Linked DNA regions of Mus musculus: all the other regions are linked to region 1. Evidence: chromatin contacts called from public ChIA-PET and Hi-C data. All regions are on one chromosome and are shown on one strand. The core of a region is the stretch at or near the end of the contact, and the rest is flanking DNA. Distances in the headings are between cores, read along the strand shown.

Evidence for each region. A called contact is a pair of places that touch in the nucleus more often than the background predicts. ChIA-PET counts read pairs in DNA pulled down with a chosen protein or histone mark.
Region 2: a Hi-C map of bone marrow-derived macrophages shows a contact between it and region 1, with 32 read pairs. The contact joins the enhancer-like site here to the promoter of Psmb6 in region 1. A contact is called at or near these places in 18 of 39 promoter capture datasets (the 3T3-L1 cell line, the C10 cell line, the HPC-7 cell line and 10 more), 3 of 484 Hi-C or Micro-C datasets (B cells, bone marrow-derived macrophages and neural stem cells), 14 of 115 datasets of contacts at active chromatin or transcription factors (bone marrow-derived macrophages, craniofacial prominence, effector CD8 T cells and 10 more) and 5 of 9 other capture datasets (adipose tissue, bone marrow-derived macrophages, embryonic stem cells and 2 more).
Region 3: an RNA polymerase II ChIA-PET map of effector CD8 T cells shows a contact between it and region 1, with 9 read pairs. The contact joins the enhancer-like site here to the promoter of Psmb6 in region 1. A contact is called at or near these places in 10 of 39 promoter capture datasets (the C10 cell line, the HPC-7 cell line, cranial neural crest and 5 more) and 3 of 115 datasets of contacts at active chromatin or transcription factors (effector CD8 T cells, fetal liver and memory CD8 T cells).

The regions. Positions count from the first base shown.
Region 1 is chr11:70,524,042-70,526,922 of GRCm38.p6, forward strand. Psmb6 (proteasome (prosome, macropain) subunit, beta type 6) reads left to right here and starts at 1,316. Exons shown (of 6, transcript NM_008946.4): 1 at 1,316-1,454; 2 at 1,844-1,911; 3 at 2,253-2,384; 4 at 2,503-2,632. The coding sequence starts at 1,356.
Region 2 is chr11:70,718,889-70,722,027 of GRCm38.p6, forward strand. It overlaps Kif1c (kinesin family member 1C), which reads left to right. Exons shown (of 23, transcript NM_153103.2): 18 at 111-205. Among named protein-coding and RNA genes, the nearest start is that of Mir6925, 14 kb to the left of the region's middle. Within about 2 kb of position 1,588, at least 84 of the 459 cell types and tissues checked have an H3K27ac peak or open chromatin away from gene starts, as enhancers often do. A contact at or near this core is called in B cells, bone marrow-derived macrophages and pancreatic cancer cells, where this site is marked.
Region 3 is chr11:70,296,984-70,299,808 of GRCm38.p6, forward strand. No RefSeq gene overlaps it. Among named protein-coding and RNA genes, the nearest start is that of Gm40192, 7.3 kb to the left of the region's middle. Within about 2 kb of position 1,323, at least 57 of the 459 cell types and tissues checked have an H3K27ac peak or open chromatin away from gene starts, as enhancers often do. A contact at or near this core is called in the HPC-7 cell line, effector CD8 T cells, hematopoietic stem and progenitor cells and 1 more, where this site is marked.

The sequences.
Region 1 (2,881 bases), core at 66-2,565:
CAAACCATATTTAATTATAAAATCAAGAATTTTAGTATACAAGAATTGAGTTGGCCCAAGTATTTATATAAAGAACCAACCTACATAATTCATTAGACAAGAAATGATTTCTTCATTGTAATGACTCTTTTTTTTTCCATATTTTTTTATTGGGTATTTATTTCAATTACATTTCCAGTGCTATCCCAAAAGTCCCACACACGCTCCCCCACCCACTCCCCTACCCACCCACTCCCACTTCTTGGCCCTGGCGTTCCCCTGTACTGAGGCATATAAAGTTTGCACGACCAATGGGCCTCTCTTTCCACTGATGGCCGACTAGGCTATCTTCTGATTCATATGCAGCTAGAGACACGAGCTCCAGGGGGGGTATTGGTTAGTTCATATTGTTGTTCTACCTATAGGATTGCAGATCCCTTCAGCTCCTTGAGTACCTTCCCTAGCTCCTCCATTGGGGGCCCTGTGATCCATCCAATAGCTGACTGTGAGCATCCACTTCTGTGTTTGCCAGGCCCCGGCATAGTTTCACAAGAGACAGCCATATCTGGGTCCTTTTAGCAAAATCTTGCTAGTGTATGCAATGGTGTCAGCGTTTGGAAGCGGATTATGGGATGGATCCCCGGATATGGCAGTTTCTAGATGGTCCATCTTTTCGTCTCAGCTCGAATGGCACGATTTAAAATGTATTAAAAATATAATACATAGGTGAGAATGTGTAACGGTGGAAACCCTCAGATATGGCAGGGGTGATTGTCAAGGGGTATAGATGCTCCCAAAAAACAATTGTAGCTTCTTCAAAAGTTCTTGTGGGACCCGGGAAGTAGGTACCCCGGACTATTGAAAACACGACCTGACCATTCCAGTTTGTACTCTTATCTTGTGGGTTCTTTGAACTAGGACACCAATCAGGTTATAGTGTATCCAACCTGTTAACATTGCGACACAACGTTGTTATTTACAAAACCCACATACTTCAGACTATACAATCAAGTTACCAAAACAAACAAACGACCCCCCCCACACACACACACACACACCTAAAACCTTATAATGTAAATTAGGCTTCATTTCCAAGTATCCTTTGCCTCCGGGAGCCACAAGCCTCTGGTGAGGCAAATCTTTGAGAAGAGGCTCCGCCCTTTTCCCCCCTTCCTAGACCCGCCTCTTTTTTTTTTTTTTTTTGGTAATTTGACACACTGCCGTAAAGTGCCCACTGACTCTAACGACGAGTTCCTACCTCTGTCTTTTCCCTTCTGCCGTCAAGCAGCTTCGCTCCCAGAAGGCCACAGAGGCGGACTAAAGAGAGTGACGGAGCGCTTTACGACGGTTGCTTTGTGGCAGAGTAGCAGAGGAAGATGGCGGCCGCCTTAGCTGTTCGTCGAGCGGGGTCTGCACCGGCCTTTGGGCCGGAGGCTCTCACCCCAGACTGGGAAAACCGGGAAGTCTCCACAGGGGTGAGGAAAGAGCCAGAGTTCGGAAGACATGTACTAGGCCTGACGGGAGGAAAAACATGAAGCCCGAGTGGGTTTGACTGAGTGGGTTGGGGGGGGGGGAGCGCTGTGTTCTGCGAGAGGGAGAGGGATTCCTTGAATGCTGGCGTGGGGTGATACCTTTCGTGATGAGAGGTGAACAGTAGGCTGAAGCATAAGAGTCTGAATCCTGGGGTTTGGAGATTGTAGTTTTTATATTCTCTGACGTGTTGAGCCCCCTTAAGATTTGATAATAGGTTCGCGGAGCACGAATTTTGCATTATAAAATCCGGGTGAAGAATTATTGAGGTCGGTATATACTCGAGAATGCGGTAAGGCTAAAAGAGTTACCTTTTTTACACTATTCTTCCCAGACCACGATCATGGCTGTGCAGTTTAATGGGGGCGTGGTTCTAGGAGCGGACTCCAGGACAACCACTGGGTGAGCTCAAAACAGAAAGTCTTCCCGTTTCCCCTACTCCAAACATATACCATTCCTGCCTGTCAGCCCATCCTTACCCTCCTCAGACCACTGTGGCAAGAGAAGTTTCTCCACTACCTGGAGATAATAAGGACTTGTTCCTAATTCTGTGGTTTCCAGGCCCCCTCACCCTTTGGTGAACTACCAGTAAAGGTCTGTTCTCCATTCATCCGGCTTCATTTTCCATGAGGACTAGTAGGTGGTAGCAGTATTTGTATCCCTGGAGCTGCAGGGAGTAGACGGTGATGTGGTGGAGGAGGGAGGCAAGTGGGCTCCTTCTCACTGTTTCCGCCATCCTGCAGGTCCTACATCGCCAATCGAGTGACTGACAAGCTGACCCCTATCCACGATCACATCTTCTGCTGCCGCTCAGGCTCAGCCGCTGATACCCAAGCAGTGGCAGACGCTGTCACTTACCAGCTTGGTTTCCACAGGTACTTGTGGGCAGGGGAGGAACAACGACCCTGAAGGCTCTGGAACATAAGGCACTAAAAGGCCTGACTCCAGATCCTGATATTGCTTTGTTTGTGATCTTCCAACCCCACCTTCTAGTATTGAACTGAACGAGCCTCCACTAGTCCACACAGCCGCCAGTCTCTTTAAGGAGATGTGTTACCGGTACAGAGAAGATCTGATGGCAGGAATCATCATTGCAGGCTGGGACCCTCAAGAAGGAGGGCAGGTCAGGCCCTCCTCACCAGAGTACTGGAGTCACACCTCTGATGCTCCACCCCTTCGGCCATTTTGTTTGTCTGTCTGTCTGTCCGTCCTGTATGCATGTATCCTTATGGGTACATGTGTGTGGAGGCCAGAGGTGTGCCAGGGTTGTCTTCCTCATGAGACAGTCTCACTGAAGATAGAGCTCACTTTTAGCTAGGCTGCCTATCCAATGAGCTCTAGCAATTATACACCCTGCACCCTACTCCCAGAG
Region 2 (3,139 bases), core at 338-2,837, 200 kb after region 1:
TGAGATTAACATCTGACTCACTGAGCTGGATGAGCTGGTACTCCTGGTACTTAGGAGGCAGTTGGTAAATACTGAACATGCTTAGAAAATGTTGGCCATTGCTCCCCCAGGGTTGGCCAAGTAGATGTGGACATCAAGTTGACTGGCCAGTTCATCCGGGAGCAGCATTGCCTCTTCCGCAGCATCCCTCAGCCTGATGGAGAAGGTAATGGTCAGGGGGGAGAGCAGAATGGCTAAGATGGAGAGGGGGCCTAGGTACCACACAGAGAGCGAGCCATGCAGAAGAGGGGTGCTTCCTCTCCGTCTGCAGCGCGAGCTCATGGGTAAGCAGTGTGGTGATGGCTGTATGCGTGGCTGTGGACAGCTGGGGTCTTGAGGCACAAGTAGCACGTTGCTGTACCTTGGAGAGTGGGGTCTGGGTAATGAGGAAATAGAAATACTGCCTTCTTCATTCTTTTTTTCCCCTTAGCATTATGGTAATTATGTTTGAAACCCATCTTTGTATCAATGGGATATCTGAATTTGTCTCTGTGGGAAACTTGGGTCAATACAGCTATGGTGGCAAGGTTTCTGAGAGCTAAATGACCTTGGTATCTCTGTGGTTCCAAAGCTCTTGGGCCCTTTAGGCCTTACTCTAACTGTAAAGTTTTTAAGAATCCCAGGTTCTAGCCAGGCGTGGTGGCATGCGCCTTTAATCCCAGCACTTGGGAAGCAGAGGCAGAAGAATCTCTTGAGTTCCAGGCCAGCCTGGTCTACACAGCAAGTTCCAGGACAGCCAGGGCTACACAGAAAAGCCCTGTCTTGAAAAACCAAACAAACAAAGAAATCCAGGTTCTGAGGGTGACAGCTTGTTTGACATATCAAAGCCTTGAACAGCTTAGAGTGTGCTGTTGGGAACTGAACCTGGAGCTTCAGTCATGTGCCTGCCAGACAAGCACTCTTAACACTGAGCCCTGTGCACTAGCACTGAGCCCTTCACCCCAACACATTTTCTGTTTGCTTTGGGTTCTCTCTGTGTAGGTCAGACTGACCTTACACTCTTCATTATATTGCCTCAGCGACTCAAAGACTAGGAATACAGGTTCTATACCTGGCTTTCAGCACTTTTGTGTGTGATATGTGTCTGTATGGGTATGTGTGTGTGGTGTGTTCATATCAAGGCCAGAGATTGACATCAGTTGTCCTCTGTAATCGTTTCCCTGGATTCTTTTTTGGTGACACAGTCTTTCTGAGAACCTAAAAGCCCAATGATTCAGCAAGACTGGGTGGCCAGGGAGCTCCAAAGAGCCACCTTCTCCACTCCTCTCAGCTCTCTGGTGACACTGTGCATTACCACGGCCAGCTCATACTGGCAATAGAAAACTCAGGTCCACATGCTAGTGCAGCAGACACTAAGAATTAGCCAGAATGTGCTTGGAGGCAGAGGCAGGAGGCTCACTTGAGCCCAGGAGTTGGGTGGGAGCCTAGGCAGTGTGTAGAGACCATTAAGAAATTAAAAAAAGGGCTGGTGAGATGGCTCAGCAGTTAAGAGCACTGACTGCTCTTCCAGAGGTCATGAGTTCAAATCCCAGCAATCACATGGTGGCTCACAACCATCCGTAATGAGGAAACAAATAAAAAAACCTATGGGCCGGAGCAAGCAGGGCCTGGAGCAGGGAAAAGAAAGAGAAAAAGAAAGAAGGAAAAGATTCAAGTGGCTTACAGCTCAGGTTAAGACATTCAGTTTCAGTTTGGTTCAGGGTTAACAGATTGGTGCAGTCAGTCTGGTCCCCATGGTGAACAAGTGCTTCCTCTTTGAGGGGCTGGAAGCAGTTGAATCAGTTCAGAACAGTGAGATATTGCCAAGTTCCTGTTCTGTGGTTACCTCGGGCAGTAAGCTTGCGAAGGCAGATATTACAGTCTGTGAAGCCCTTTTCAGTATGGCAATGTCCTAGGAGTCTATAGTGTGTCAGAGGAGGTGACACATAGGCATGTGGCTATGTGACTGACACCCATGGGGCAAGCCCATGCTCCAGAGTGCATATGTGTCAGAGGAGGTGTGCACGACTGTGACATATGTTACAATAAAAACAGTCAATGTGTCTGTGCTCCAGGGGGTGGGCTGTAAAGGTTTGGTTCATCTGGGCTGTTCTAACGATAGACTTAAGACTTACCAGGGGTAGGTAGAGAAGGTGTAGGCGCTGGGGACATGCAGTAGTTATAGACTGACCATCTATTTTTCTCTTTGAGTTGTCTCACTCAGTCACAGGAGACAGAGCTGAGGTGTCCAGGTTAGGTAATCAGCCCTAGAAAACAACAGAGCTGGACCGTATCAGAGACTGACAGTTTCAGGGGCTGTGCCCTTGGCTGTGTCCCTGGCTGCTGGATTCCTGAGGAAATGAGGGTTGGGAATGTGGCCGATGTGGTAGAGCGCTCCTGTAGCTTGTGTGAAGCCAGGAGTTTGCCCTTCAGTACTGCACACAGCTAACTGTGCTGTGGCTGTGATCCCAACCCCTTGGGGTGTGGGGTGTGGGGAGCAGGGAACCAGGAGTTCAAGGCCATCCTCCCTGTCTCAAGAAAGGTGGTAAAGCACCTGCTCTGGTCTGGAGCAGTCGTCTCACCTGGACCCACTTTCTTCCTGCAACACCACCCCTGTTTCATCCTTTAGATAATCTTTAGATTATCTGCTTTTAAAAAATTGTTAGAATTCCCAGGCAGTGGTGGCATACGCCTTTAGTCCCAGGACTCAGGAAGCTGAGGCAGGCTGATCTCTGTGAATTCAAAGCCAGCTTGGACTACAGAGTGAGTTCCAAGACAGCCAGGGCTACACAGAGAAACCCGAAAAACAAACAAAAGTTGCAATCATCCTGTTGAAATATGTTCTTCTTTAGTGTCTGCATGCGTGTGGAGGTTAGAGGGCAACTTTCAGGGGTCAGTTCTCTCCTTCTGCCATATGCGTTGGGAGGATTGAACTCATCAGGCATGGCAGCAAATGCCTGCACCTGCTAAGTCATCTTCACTGGCCTTGAGTTATCCTAATTTTCATCCGCCTTACCAGCCAGGTTAAGGTCTGGGAGAGCAGGGATTATTGGTCTTTAACCTCGCATATGGCTGTGTATTGGGGCATGATGGGAAATAAATGAAGGTAAGATAGATTGCC
Region 3 (2,825 bases), core at 73-2,572, 230 kb before region 1:
ACTCCATGGCTATCAGAGGTACGTTGCTCCAACTGACTGCCTTTGTTGTTGGTCCATGAGTCTATTGTGCAATCACCTCAAATTGGGAAAAAAAAAAAAAAGTCCGGCGCTTGGCTTCTAAGCCATGATCTTGTAAAGTAGTTCTTACAAATAGAGACCTTAAGGCCACAGACTTTATAGCTAAGTTATCAGTATAGACCCCAAGCATCCTCCTCCTCGTTGCTGGGTTTAAAATATATATGGGTCTCCTAAATCCTATCTAAACTTCCTGTAGATGTATTGTTTTCTGGATGAAGAGTCCTTTATTTTCAGCACACTCTTCATTATTAACAAATTCAGTAAGATGAAGAAAACATGAAGCCTAATAATGCTGAATAACAAATTATATTTAAGTATCATAAAATAATTTAACATTAAATACCTAAGAAGTCACTGCAACAAAATACATATGATACACACACACACACACACACACACACACACACACTGAGCTTGGAATCAGAAATCCTGAGTTCTAGTGGCTCTCTGGGCCTGTGCAGCTTGCAGCTCATCTGAGCCACGGTTTCTTTGTTGCACAGGAAAGTCTACCCTTCCGACCTCCCAGGAGAGGCAGCACCTCCCACTACGCAGAGGGAAATTACCACTGTGTTTGTGTTACTATTTGCCTAGAGGATATCCCATCCCAGGGCAGCAGGCACAAGGCTTGATTGAAGCCACACATTTGGGGTCTTCCTGAAGCTGCCATCTTTAAGGACGCAACCCAGAAGAAGGTGGAATGGAGTGGGTGTGAGAGCCACCACTGGCAAAACCTCAGAAGCAGAAGCAAGTTTCCCAGGGCTGGACTTGAATTCTCCATTCCCTGCCTCAGCCTCGGGAGTATTGGGATCACAGATGTATACCACTGTGCCAGGATCAAACTCACGTCTGACCCTTGAAGAATTTCCCCTCCCATCCAACAAACAGTAGCTGGCTGGCTGACACTTTGAGGAAATTGGAGCAGGCTGTGGCGTGATTAGGGGCTTGTCGTGAGAGGACCGAGGATACTGGCTAAGGAGGGATAAGGTGGGTGGCGGAAGCAGAACTGTTTATCACCAGTGTTCTTCGGCTGCAGAGCGGGAGGGCAGTATTTATGCACACAGTGCCTGCTAACTATAAAAGGTTACACACAATTGAAGGGCGTGCCTTGCTCCCACGGTCCCTAAAAATGTTCTGTGTGTCTTCACACCCCGTCTCTCAAGATTTCAAATCATATATAAGACAAATTTACACTTAGAAGACAGCAGTTTCCTGTGCAGGTGCTGAGGCTCACCCAAACGCCTTCCTTCCTGCCCCTCACACCAGAGAGGAGGTGTGTCTCCAGGCTCAGTCCTCTGATGCCTGCTCTCTCCTCTCCTAAGAGAGATGCAGATGATTCTCTGGTCTCCCCTCCAGTGTCTGACTTCTCTCAGAAGTCTGAAATCCACAGCACCTTGAACTTGCTATGCAATAGGGAATGGCCTTGGACTTGTGATCCTCCTGCCTCTACCACTCAAGCTCTAGGATTACGTCCAGCAATTTTTTATTTTTTATTTATTTATTTTTATCTTTTTTGGTTTATTGAAATAGGTTTCTCTATGTAGCCCTGGCTGTCCCGGAACTCACTATGTAGACCAGGCTGGCCTCGAACTCAGAAATCCGCCTGCCTCTGCCTCCCAAGTGCTGGGATTAAAGGCGTACACCACCACTGCCCAGCAAATTTTTTCGTTTTTAAATATTTATTTATTTATTATATATGAGTACACCTTAGTTGTCTTCAGACACACCAGAAAAGGGCATCAGATCTCATTACAGATGGTCGGGAGCCACTATGTGGTTGCTGGAATTTGAACTCAAGACCTCTGGAAGAGCGGTCAATGCTCGTAACCGCTGAGCCATCTCTCTAGCCCCACAGCAATATTTTAATATATAACCATCCATATTGAGAAAGCTAAACATGAGCTTATACTAACACCCAAACTAATCCACAAACACAAACCCTCTTCACTTAGCCTCCTGATTAGTTTTAAGCATGTCTTTTATGTGCAGCTTTATGCTAACACAAACTTATTTTCTAGCAGTAGGTGCAATAAGTTGACTTACATTTACTGTCGTATATGTCTGCTTCTGGATGCCACAATTCTCTCCAAGTATGTATATTGATTTCATGTGTCTGTAGGTCTATTTACACAGAAAATATTTACATTGTTTCATAAATGGACTGTTTGCTTTACATTTATTTTTTTTTTTAATTTAAGACATCATCTACTATGTAGCCCTGGGCTAACCCAGAACTCTGTATGTAGACCATGCTGGCCTTGAATTCACAGAGATTCACCTGCCTCTGCCCACTGAGGGCCAGGACTAAAGGTGTGTGCCACCACACCCATCTGTTGGCTTTGCTTTAAATCATAACTTTACACATACTCGGGAAGGCTGTATATTGATCCTCACAGTGACCACAGTAATCACAGGATCTTGATCAACTCAACTGACAGCTCCTTCTGTTAGCAATGCTAAGATTATTTTGTGTTCTATTTCTGTTGGGTTTTCTCTGCCACTGAACTTGAAAACCCAATCGTAACTCTCTTCTATCCCTTTCTTGTTAGACATATTTTTAGGCCAGGGGCTTATTCAAATTTCCAACCTTTCTACCGGCTTTCTCTTTTGATGCTTACACAACTCCCACACTACTTTCTCCCAACCCATAACATTCTTCTCATCGTGCTTCTGCAGTATGTGTGCATGTGCCTGCACCTGCATGTGCATGTGTGCATGTGTATGTGTGTGTGTGCACATGCGTACTTGTG